Regions from separate parts of the Sus scrofa genome. Here region 2 is linked to region 1. A link is a contact called in public HiChIP or PLAC-seq data. All regions are on one chromosome and are shown on one strand. The core of a region is the stretch at or near the end of the contact, and the rest is flanking DNA. Distances in the headings are between cores, read along the strand shown. Region 1 holds the start of SNAP23 (synaptosome associated protein 23). Region 2 holds the start of EHD4 (EH domain-containing protein 4).

What was found. HiChIP or PLAC-seq counts read pairs in DNA pulled down with a chosen protein or histone mark.
Region 2: an H3K27ac HiChIP or PLAC-seq map of alveolar macrophages shows a contact between it and region 1. The contact joins the promoter of EHD4 here to the promoter of SNAP23 in region 1. A contact is called at or near these places in 1 of 5 promoter capture datasets (liver) and 1 of 2 datasets of contacts at active chromatin or transcription factors (alveolar macrophages).

The regions. Positions count from the first base shown.
Region 1 is chr1:128,886,761-128,891,039 of Sscrofa11.1, forward strand. It overlaps SNAP23 (synaptosome associated protein 23), which reads right to left and starts at 2,195. Exons shown (of 8, transcript NM_001244719.1): 1 at 2,104-2,195.
Region 2 is chr1:129,372,978-129,377,516 of Sscrofa11.1, forward strand. EHD4 (EH domain-containing protein 4) reads left to right here and starts at 1,538. Exons shown (of 6, transcript XM_021097351.1): 1 at 1,538-1,938. The coding sequence starts at 1,703.

The DNA of each region.
Region 1 (4,279 bases), core at 945-3,444:
ATCCATGAGGATGTGGGTTTGATCCCTGGCTTCACTCAGTGGGTTAGGGATCTGGCGTTGCTATGAGCTGTGGTGTAGCTCACAGACATAGCTCGGATCTGGCGTTGCTGTGGCTGTGGCATAGGCCGGCAGCTGTGGCTCTGATTCCATTCTGACCCCTAGCCTGGGAATTCCTTATACTTTGAGTGGCCCTAAAAAGCAAAAAAAAAAAAAAAAAAAAAAAAAGGAGAAATAGCAACTACAGGAGGAAAACAAAACAAAGGCAGTTGATTTCACAAAAATGTCAAAGAGTGAACATCCTTTTTTTCCCTTTTGCTATTCTAATCTACTTTCATCTGGTTTGTTAGAATTATGTCACAACAATGAATGCCATCACAAGGCTCACAGAATTTTGGAATCTTCTGCCCTTAGAGTTTAGATAATCCAATCTTCATTTTATTTAAAAAAAAGAGGCAATTAGGCCCAAAGCACTATTTTCCAAAGCGCAAAGCAAGAAAAAGAAATTTTAGTTGTTATTTAAGCAATACGTACGTGCTTAGTAGTTAACATATTTATTACTTTGGAAATCTTTTATGATGGTGGTATGGTTCATACCAAGGGAAGTAACAACAGCTGTCCCATCAGCAACAGGGTCTGTTTTTAGGTTTGTTTGTTTGCTTTCTTTTTGGTTCAAGGGTGGGTTCTGAATGATAAAAAGATGTGACCTTCAGTTCAGTGAGCTTGTTACTAAAGCTAATTTAGAGTAAAAGAAACAAATACTAAGAAGCATTCAGAAATTCTGTTTATAGGAAAGAGTGTGTAATATTGTTAAAAACATAATGACACAATAAGCCATTCCTATTCTGGAACTAAGATAATAGCAATTCTCTAGGGCATATTTACATGTCACAAGCACCTAGAAAAAGATCCCTAGCAACACTGATATCTAAGTTGTGGGTTAAGTTACATGATCATTTAATTTACTTTCACATGGCCTGTCAAAGGAGCATGGTCATATAGGAAGAGGGTTTTCTCCTAATATTTGTTAATATTTATATGAAAGTGTTTTTTTCTCATTACCTCTTTCCAAAGGAATGAAAGGCAGGTGATTAGTGGATGCCTTAGGAATCAAATTTGCTGGTGGAAGAAATAATATTTTAAAATTTTACTATGAAATATTTTAAGTTTAAATGTCAAAGTATTCTTGCTAAAGATGTCTCATGAATTTCAAGCGTGGTATCTTTCAGGCTAACCAAGAAAGTGGAAGAACCATTTCCATCTGGCCAAACCTGCAGGATTTCACCAGAACATCTGCAAACCAGTTTTAAGGTCCCAGGGCAGATGGAATAATATCACTCTCAATTCTTGAAATACCTTCTACTAAGAAGCTACATTATTTTCAGGAAGCTAAGGCAACACTGTCATAAGCTGCCAGTATCCATAATCGCCTCCAGCCCTCCCCAAAGGAGAGGGCAAGTAGCAAAAGGCAAAATTTATATTCTCTTCTCATCTTCTTTTCCCAATTTTGACGACTTTCGTTGCCTCTGACCCCCATCTGCCTTGTCTAGCATTGTGGTGACTAATGATGAAAAAAAGTTCCAGGTGAAACAGCACTTTCCAGGACTTCCCCACCACCACCACCATTTACTCCGTGGAATTTTACTTTTAATAACTCTTTCCTTCGTTTGTCTTCAGTGAAGCCGCGAGCCAAGTACAGACTTTCCTAGAGAGCATGGACTCTCCAATGCCATGAATCTCAGAAACCTTTTTCATACAGGTAGTTGAAAATTAATCTGATCACTGTGGCCACCATAAAGTCTATTAATCCCGACAACTGCGAGGGTGAGAAGTCAGGGAGTGGGAGTTTACCTCTGCTAGGTTTCAAGGAAAGTCCGGAGAACCAACATCCCTCCACCCTTCCTCCTCTGACCCCTAGAGAGTCTCCAGGAGCCTCGCGTCTTCGAGCCCGGCCGGACCGGCTCAGTTCGGGCCAGAGCGCCCCCTCCTCCCCTCAAGCCCGACCCCACCAGTTTTTCAACTGTCACGATATACACTTTCTCCTTGGGATTATGAACCCAATCTTCACGGCAGCCAGCTCCCTCAATCCCACTCCTGGAGACTCACCAAGCAGTTCCGGCCACTCCTCTCCGGCCGCAGCAGATCGGACACCCGCAGGCCGGACTCTCCAACTGCTCTCTTCTTGCGCCTGCGCGCGCCGAACCTGCGCGCCTGCGCGCTCCTCCGGCGCGGCGGGCGCGGACACACCCCTGCAGCTGGAGCCAATCACCCTGGTGTGGGGGCGGGGGGGCGGTTTAAATCTCCCTGCCACGCAGGCGAAGAGTCTGGGGACTCACCGGTTAACCCGACAATTCGGGTCCCGCCCAAGATGGAAAGTGTTTATGCAATAAACATTTACCGAGGGCAAACCGTGTACCAGGCAATGTACGAGATGAATGTTGAGGAAGAGAAAACGAATAGAATGCCTCCCCGACCTTTGCCTAGACTGGGACATAGATATGTAAACAAATTGTAGTGGACAGAATATAGTGCTTGGAATATGAAAAATCCGAGGCGCCGTTGGGGCACAGTGAACAAAGCGCTTTATTCTTAGGGTATCTGGAAGAGTTCCCGGAGGAAGTGACTTTTGAATCGTGAAGGCTAAGTAGGAGTTCCCCCGGAAATTTGGAATGGAAGGAGATAGGAGTTTCCAGACTGTGAGAACAGAGTGTGCCAAGAACAACATAACACCTTCTGGAAATTCCTTGCAGTTCATCCTACTTGAGAGGCTTAAAGCGCGCCGCCTTCCGGTGAAGGGGAGAAAGGGTTTTTAAAAGTTGGCAATGATGTAGTTTCTGCTGTGACTCAGTGGGTTAAGGACTTAACAGTTGTCTCTGTGAGGATGCAGTTTCAATCTTTGGCCTGGCTCAGTGGGTTAAGGATCCTCCCATCTTGCTGCAGCTTCACAGATGCCCCAGGAATCTGGAGCTGCAGGCTGCAGCTTCAGCTCCTATTCAACCCCTGGCTTGGGAATTTTCATATGCCACAGATGCAGCTGTTAAAAAAAAAAGTTGGCAATGATACTACTACATGTGAAATAGATAACTAATAAGGACCTACTGTATAACACAGGGAATGATACCCAACATTTTGTAATATATATATCTGAATCACTGTGCTGTACTCATGAAACTAACATAACATTGTAAATCAATCATACTACAATTTTTTAAAAAAGTTAGATCTTAGAAGATCTTGCATTTTTTCACTTTACCATGATCACTGAGAATATCAAAAGATCTTAAGCAGGAGTTCCCAACGTGGCTCAGTGGTTAAAGAATCCGACTAGGAACCATGAGGTTGCAGGTTCGATCCCTGGCCTTCCTCAGTGGGTTAAGGATCTGGCATTGCAGTGAGCTATGGTGTAGGTTGCAGACGTGGCTCGGATCCCAAGTTGCTGTGGCTCTGGCGTAGGCCGGCGGCTATAGCTCCAATTGGACCCCTAGCCTGGGAACCTCCATATGCCAAAGGAGCAGCCCTAGAAAAGGCAAAAAGAGGGAAAAAAAAAAAAAGATTTTAAGCAGATCTGGAAATGCTTCCAGGCATCACTAAGAATAAAGCACAGTGCTGGAAATAAAAAACCTTTCACAGGAGTTTGTGTACTCCTAAAAGTTCAAGGAAGATGAAGCCTGGGAAATATCCTTCCAATTTAGTAACACAGAAGTCATTGGTGATCTTAGCGAAAACCATGTGATAGAATGATGAGGTTGAAAGATAGACTGCGGAGTTCCTGTTGTGGTGCAGTGGAAATGAATCAGACAAGTAACCGGGAGGTTATGGGTTCGATCCCTGGCCTTGCTCAGTGGGTTAAGGATCTGGCCATGAGCTGTGGTGTAGGTCGCAGACGTGGCTCGGATTCTGCATTGCTGTGGCTGTGGCGTAGGCCAGCAGCTGTAGCTCCCATCTGACCTCTATCCTGGAAACCTCCATATGCAATAGTTCAGAGAGAGGGGAGATGCAGAAATGGGGTCAAGTTGTAGAATGCCTTTGGAAAGTTTGGTCTTGAGGGGAGGAGCGAAAGAGGATGACAAGGAGTCAAAGTTTTTTGTTTCCGTTGTTTTGTTGTTGTTAGAATTGAGACACACAGAACCAACCAACTGCCTGATAGGGAAGACACAACTGAGAAAAAGTTTCAAAGAGAAGTGCTAGTCATTAGGTAAAGATCTTGGGTAGGTAAGAGTAGAAGCAATCCAAAGCACTGATGGGAGGAAAAAAGAGAATATCTCCTTACATTTTTTTTAGG
Region 2 (4,539 bases), core at 288-2,787, 490 kb after region 1:
TTTCTGGATCCCATGGCAAGAGTATGTTTATATGGGTTTGTGTTTTATGTACTTAAAAAAACAATGAAGGCTTTACTTTTTTGTTGAGAAACCTACCTTTTTAAAATAATTTTTCTTTTATTTTAATTAGGCTTTTCCCTTCCAAAATTTTACAAATCTTCAGTAGCTTCTGAAGTAGTAGTTCTCCTTCTAGTAGATCTGTGGTGTCATTTTGACATTTCAGTCTTTGCTTTATTTTAACATAAAGCAGACATCTAACTTCATTTTCTCTTGGCTTTCTTTTCACTTCCCTGGTTACATATAGCTCCCTCTAAATATTTTATCCACACAACTCTAAAGGAGTTCCCATTTTACAAACAAGGAAACAGAGGCAGCGAGGAAACTCATTGCATTTAAAGTCACATAGCCATTAGTTTATATAGTCAGAATTCAAACCTAGTTCTTTTGATGACAAATCCTGTTTGCTCCACACAGCTTTGGTACTCAAAGTATGATCCATGGAAAAGCAGCATTGACAGAACTGGGAGACTGTTAGAAATGCAGCCTTGGGTTCCATCCCATACTCTGATTCAGAATCTGCATTTCTATCAAGTTTGACAAGCACTGTAGTGCATCCTCTTTCCCCAAAGTAAAGGTACACAGAATCACCTGGGGCTGCTTGTTGAGCTTCATTCCTCCTCAATGTTTTAACTCAGAAGGTCTGGGGTGATGACCAGAAATCTGCATGTTAACAAGCATCCGAGGTGCCTCACCACCACCACACTTGAGAAACTCTCTAAAACAACAGAGAACTATTCTAAAACTGTAACCTAGGGTACCAAAAATGATGGCTGATTATTTCTTCTAATTTCAATTTAGATGTGTCCTTTTCACCTGAAAAAGAGATTGGCTAGAAGGTAGCAGTAACTCTTTTCATGTCAATGTGTGGAAAATAGATTGTAATCATGAGGATGATGACTAAATCTTCGATTTTACAGAAAATTAAAGAAAACAAAGGGCAAAAGGCCTTCGATGGAGCCAGAATTTAGTAGAGGCAGCTGTGGATATGTAGGAGAACCATCTACCTAGGTAGATTGAGGCTGCGTACCTTACTTCAAATTTTATCAATTATGTGTCTTCACAACTAAAACGAGGTTTATAATAACCTGCCAGTGGGTAGAAAGAACCTGTTTGTCAACTTTCTGAACTTTTGCCCCTAGTGTCGACGTCCATAGGGCTGCGATGAGTAAACGCTCCGGGAGACTAAGCAGCCTCTGCAGGCTTGTTTTCTACCAGCTCAGATTTGCCCGGAAGCCGACGCCACCTGGCCAGAGGTGGAGCCCCGGCGACCCAAGCAGGCCCCTCGGCGGGTCAGTCTGTGCCTGAGGGTTCGAGAAACACCCTCTGCCCCGCCCAGTCCTTCCGAAGGTCTCCGTCATCAATAATTCATTAAGAGCCTCCTCTCCATTGGCTAGCGCCTCCACCCGCGCTGGCAGCGGCCCAATGAGGAACGAGTTGAGAGAGCTCTTCTGAATAGTGAACGAGCTCACGTGACGTAGCGACCGGGGATTGGCTAAAACGGCGCGAGGCGAGACCAGTCCGGGCGGGCGTGGTTAGGGCAGCTCGGTGTTGCCGGGGAGGGTCGAACCCGGAGGAGGGTCGGAGCTCGGAACCAGGACCGAGAGGGCGAGCGCGGGGCTCGGACGGGTGGACCGGCGTCAGGATGTTCAGCTGGATGGGGCGGCAGGCAGGCGGGCGGGAGCGCGCGGGCGGCGCGGACGCCGTGCAGACGGTGACGGGCGGCCTGCGCTCGCTCTACCTGCGCAAGGTGCTACCGCTGGAGGAGGCGTACCGCTTCCACGAGTTCCACTCGCCCGCGCTGGAGGACGCCGACTTTGAGAACAAGCCTATGATCCTGCTGGTGGGCCAGTACAGCACCGGCAAGACCACCTTTATCAGGTAACCGTCCCCGCCCGCCTCTCACCCCTGCCTGGACCCGTCTCCCACCACCTACGTGGAGACGGTCCTCCCCACGTGTGTGCGTGTTGTCACTAGCCTTTCGCCGTCCTCGGACCTCCTGCTGTGCCCACTTTCCCCTTGAAGGACCCCTCTCGTAGCTGCTTCTTCCTCCAGCATCGGCGTGACCACAGGTTCCTTGTCTGAGTGCGGTGCCCGGGTGTCCGAAGCCCCGCCTGGGGCGCGGCCGCCGGAGTAGGGACGCTGCCTGAAGTGTCCTCGGAACTCCTCCGCGAACTCTGAGCCCTCCTTCCTTGCTTTTGGAAAGGCAGTTCTCTGGCTAGCTTTATCTTGTCACCATAGCCCGGGGACCCGGAAAAGGGAAGGAAAGCAAGGCTACAATAAGCACTTTCCTGATGAGCGAGTGAGGCCCAGGGCTGGTAATGGGGACAGAGGTGTGGGATATCAGAATGTGTTATGAGTCAAACTGGCAAAGTTAAACCCCTAGCACAGTGCCCGGCGTATAACTTTATTATGAATGAATGAATGAATGAATGAATGAAAACAGAATATTGCCCGCCCCCTTCCCTTGCAGTTCTTCCATGCTGCCCCCCCACCACGGGGTTGGGCGTTGGGAGATGGGGTAGAGGCCGCCTTGATCCTACACTTGCACAGCCTCCCTTTATCCTGCCACAGGAAGTTAGCTGTGTGGAGCAGCCGCGCCAGCGCTCAGTGGAACTAAGGGGGAGTGTCATGTTACTATTCGTTAGTTTCCATTTCTTAGATGGGTCATTCCCTCCTCCCTCGCCCTTGACAACTGAAAATATTTGTCATGCTTGCTGTGTCTCTAAAAGCAAACAATTACTGTGCATGCCTTGACAGTTCAAATCATATAGTTCCAGAAGTGATTTTTGATGGGAAATAATTTATGTGGAAACAGATTGCCTTTTGAAGAGACTATTTTATTTTTAAAGCAGCTGGTATATTAACACTAACTTTCTTTGGTTGGGAGACTTATTTTCCTGGTTTTAACTCTGTGTCAGTTGAAACAAAGTGACTGATCATTTAATTTAAGGTTTTGGCCCATGGCTTTTGAAATGGTAACAGTCTCTTCATTGATGTTCAACAGGTGTTCAGAAAACTGCAGCTATATTTGGATACAAGCCATTTCTATTTAGTAGCGGCCTCTTTTCCTCCACTCCAGTGACCTAAATAGTTCCTACAAATAGAGTAGTTGTCACTACAGAAAATATGTTCAATCCAGGTCTGCAGAGATACTATGAATGAACTCAACAAAGCAAATATATTATATTGAAATATAGTTCTAGACAGTAAATTGAATGTGAAGAAAATAATTTTGAATTGCTTTATTTGATACTTATTAATAGGCTGAAAAGAATATTAACTGTCACCTCGCCAACACTCAGAATGAACCATAGGAATATTACAATAATTGAAACCTTGAAAGATGATAGACACTACCTTTAAGATCTCTATAATACTAACCAGTTTTTAAGTATATGGGCCAATGAAGTGTTATGACCAAGTAGTACAAGAGGGGGAGGTGGACCTACTCTTGGAAATATACAGATAAAGGGTAAGAAGGTAGCATTGTTATAATTGTAGTCTCAGACATTAGTGGTGGCATGTTCACAGCACCCCAGGTTGTTCTTCCCTCTGTCCTTGTGGTGGGGGCTTTATCATGGGGTCAGGGAGCTGCTGTTGACACTGCTAATCTGGATGTGATGTGGCCCTCTCTCTGCTCCCACAGACTGGCTAACAAGCAAGCCTGAGGCAGGAGAACAAATCCACAGGAACATGAATTGATCTTTTTTTTCCCAGTTTACTATTTCATTATATTATTTCCCACTCTTCTCTTTGTTTCATCATTTGGGGGAGTTTTGTGGAATAGCTAAGCATAGTTTGAAGAAAAATTTCAAGATCTGGCAACTCCATCCAAATGAACCACTTCTCAGGAGGCAACAGAGACCCATGTGCAACACCAGGGTGAGGAAGGAGTTGCCTTATCCAGAAGTCACTTGCTCTGGAGACCTTCCCTGGCTTAGGTGACTTTGTTGTTAGGCAGCAGGCACAAAAGCAGACCTCCGAGGGTAGAAGAAAGTCAGGACAGAAAGCTTGGTGAGGCACCAGAGACCTGAGTTTGGTTTCAGAGTGGAGCTGGGAGGAACCGTGTAGCTTCTGGGAGGAGAGCCTCAATACAAAAAGGCAGCTGTCCTCTAGAGTCCTGCACTGGCCCGGGGGAGCAGAGGTGTTGGCCTGGTGCTGACCTTCCTGGAACATGCCTTCATCCATGTCTATGTTTTCTCCGAGGCTAGTCTGTGCCTAGGTAGTTTGCTTCTAGCCGCTGAGAACTGAAAGCTTGTATTTGGCCATGGGGTACACCTATCTGCATTGTCAGAGATTCCTGCACATCCCAAGAGGTCACTGGTCACACGGGTCCTGCACTGATGTAGAGGGGAACTTCTCTCATTGTAAAGCTACCCAGTAAGGCCTTTGGTGTACATTCCACACCCTTAATGAAGCCATACTCTTCCTTCCTTTTGACCGATATTTGGGAAGAACTAAGAGCCTCCCTAAAGCTGT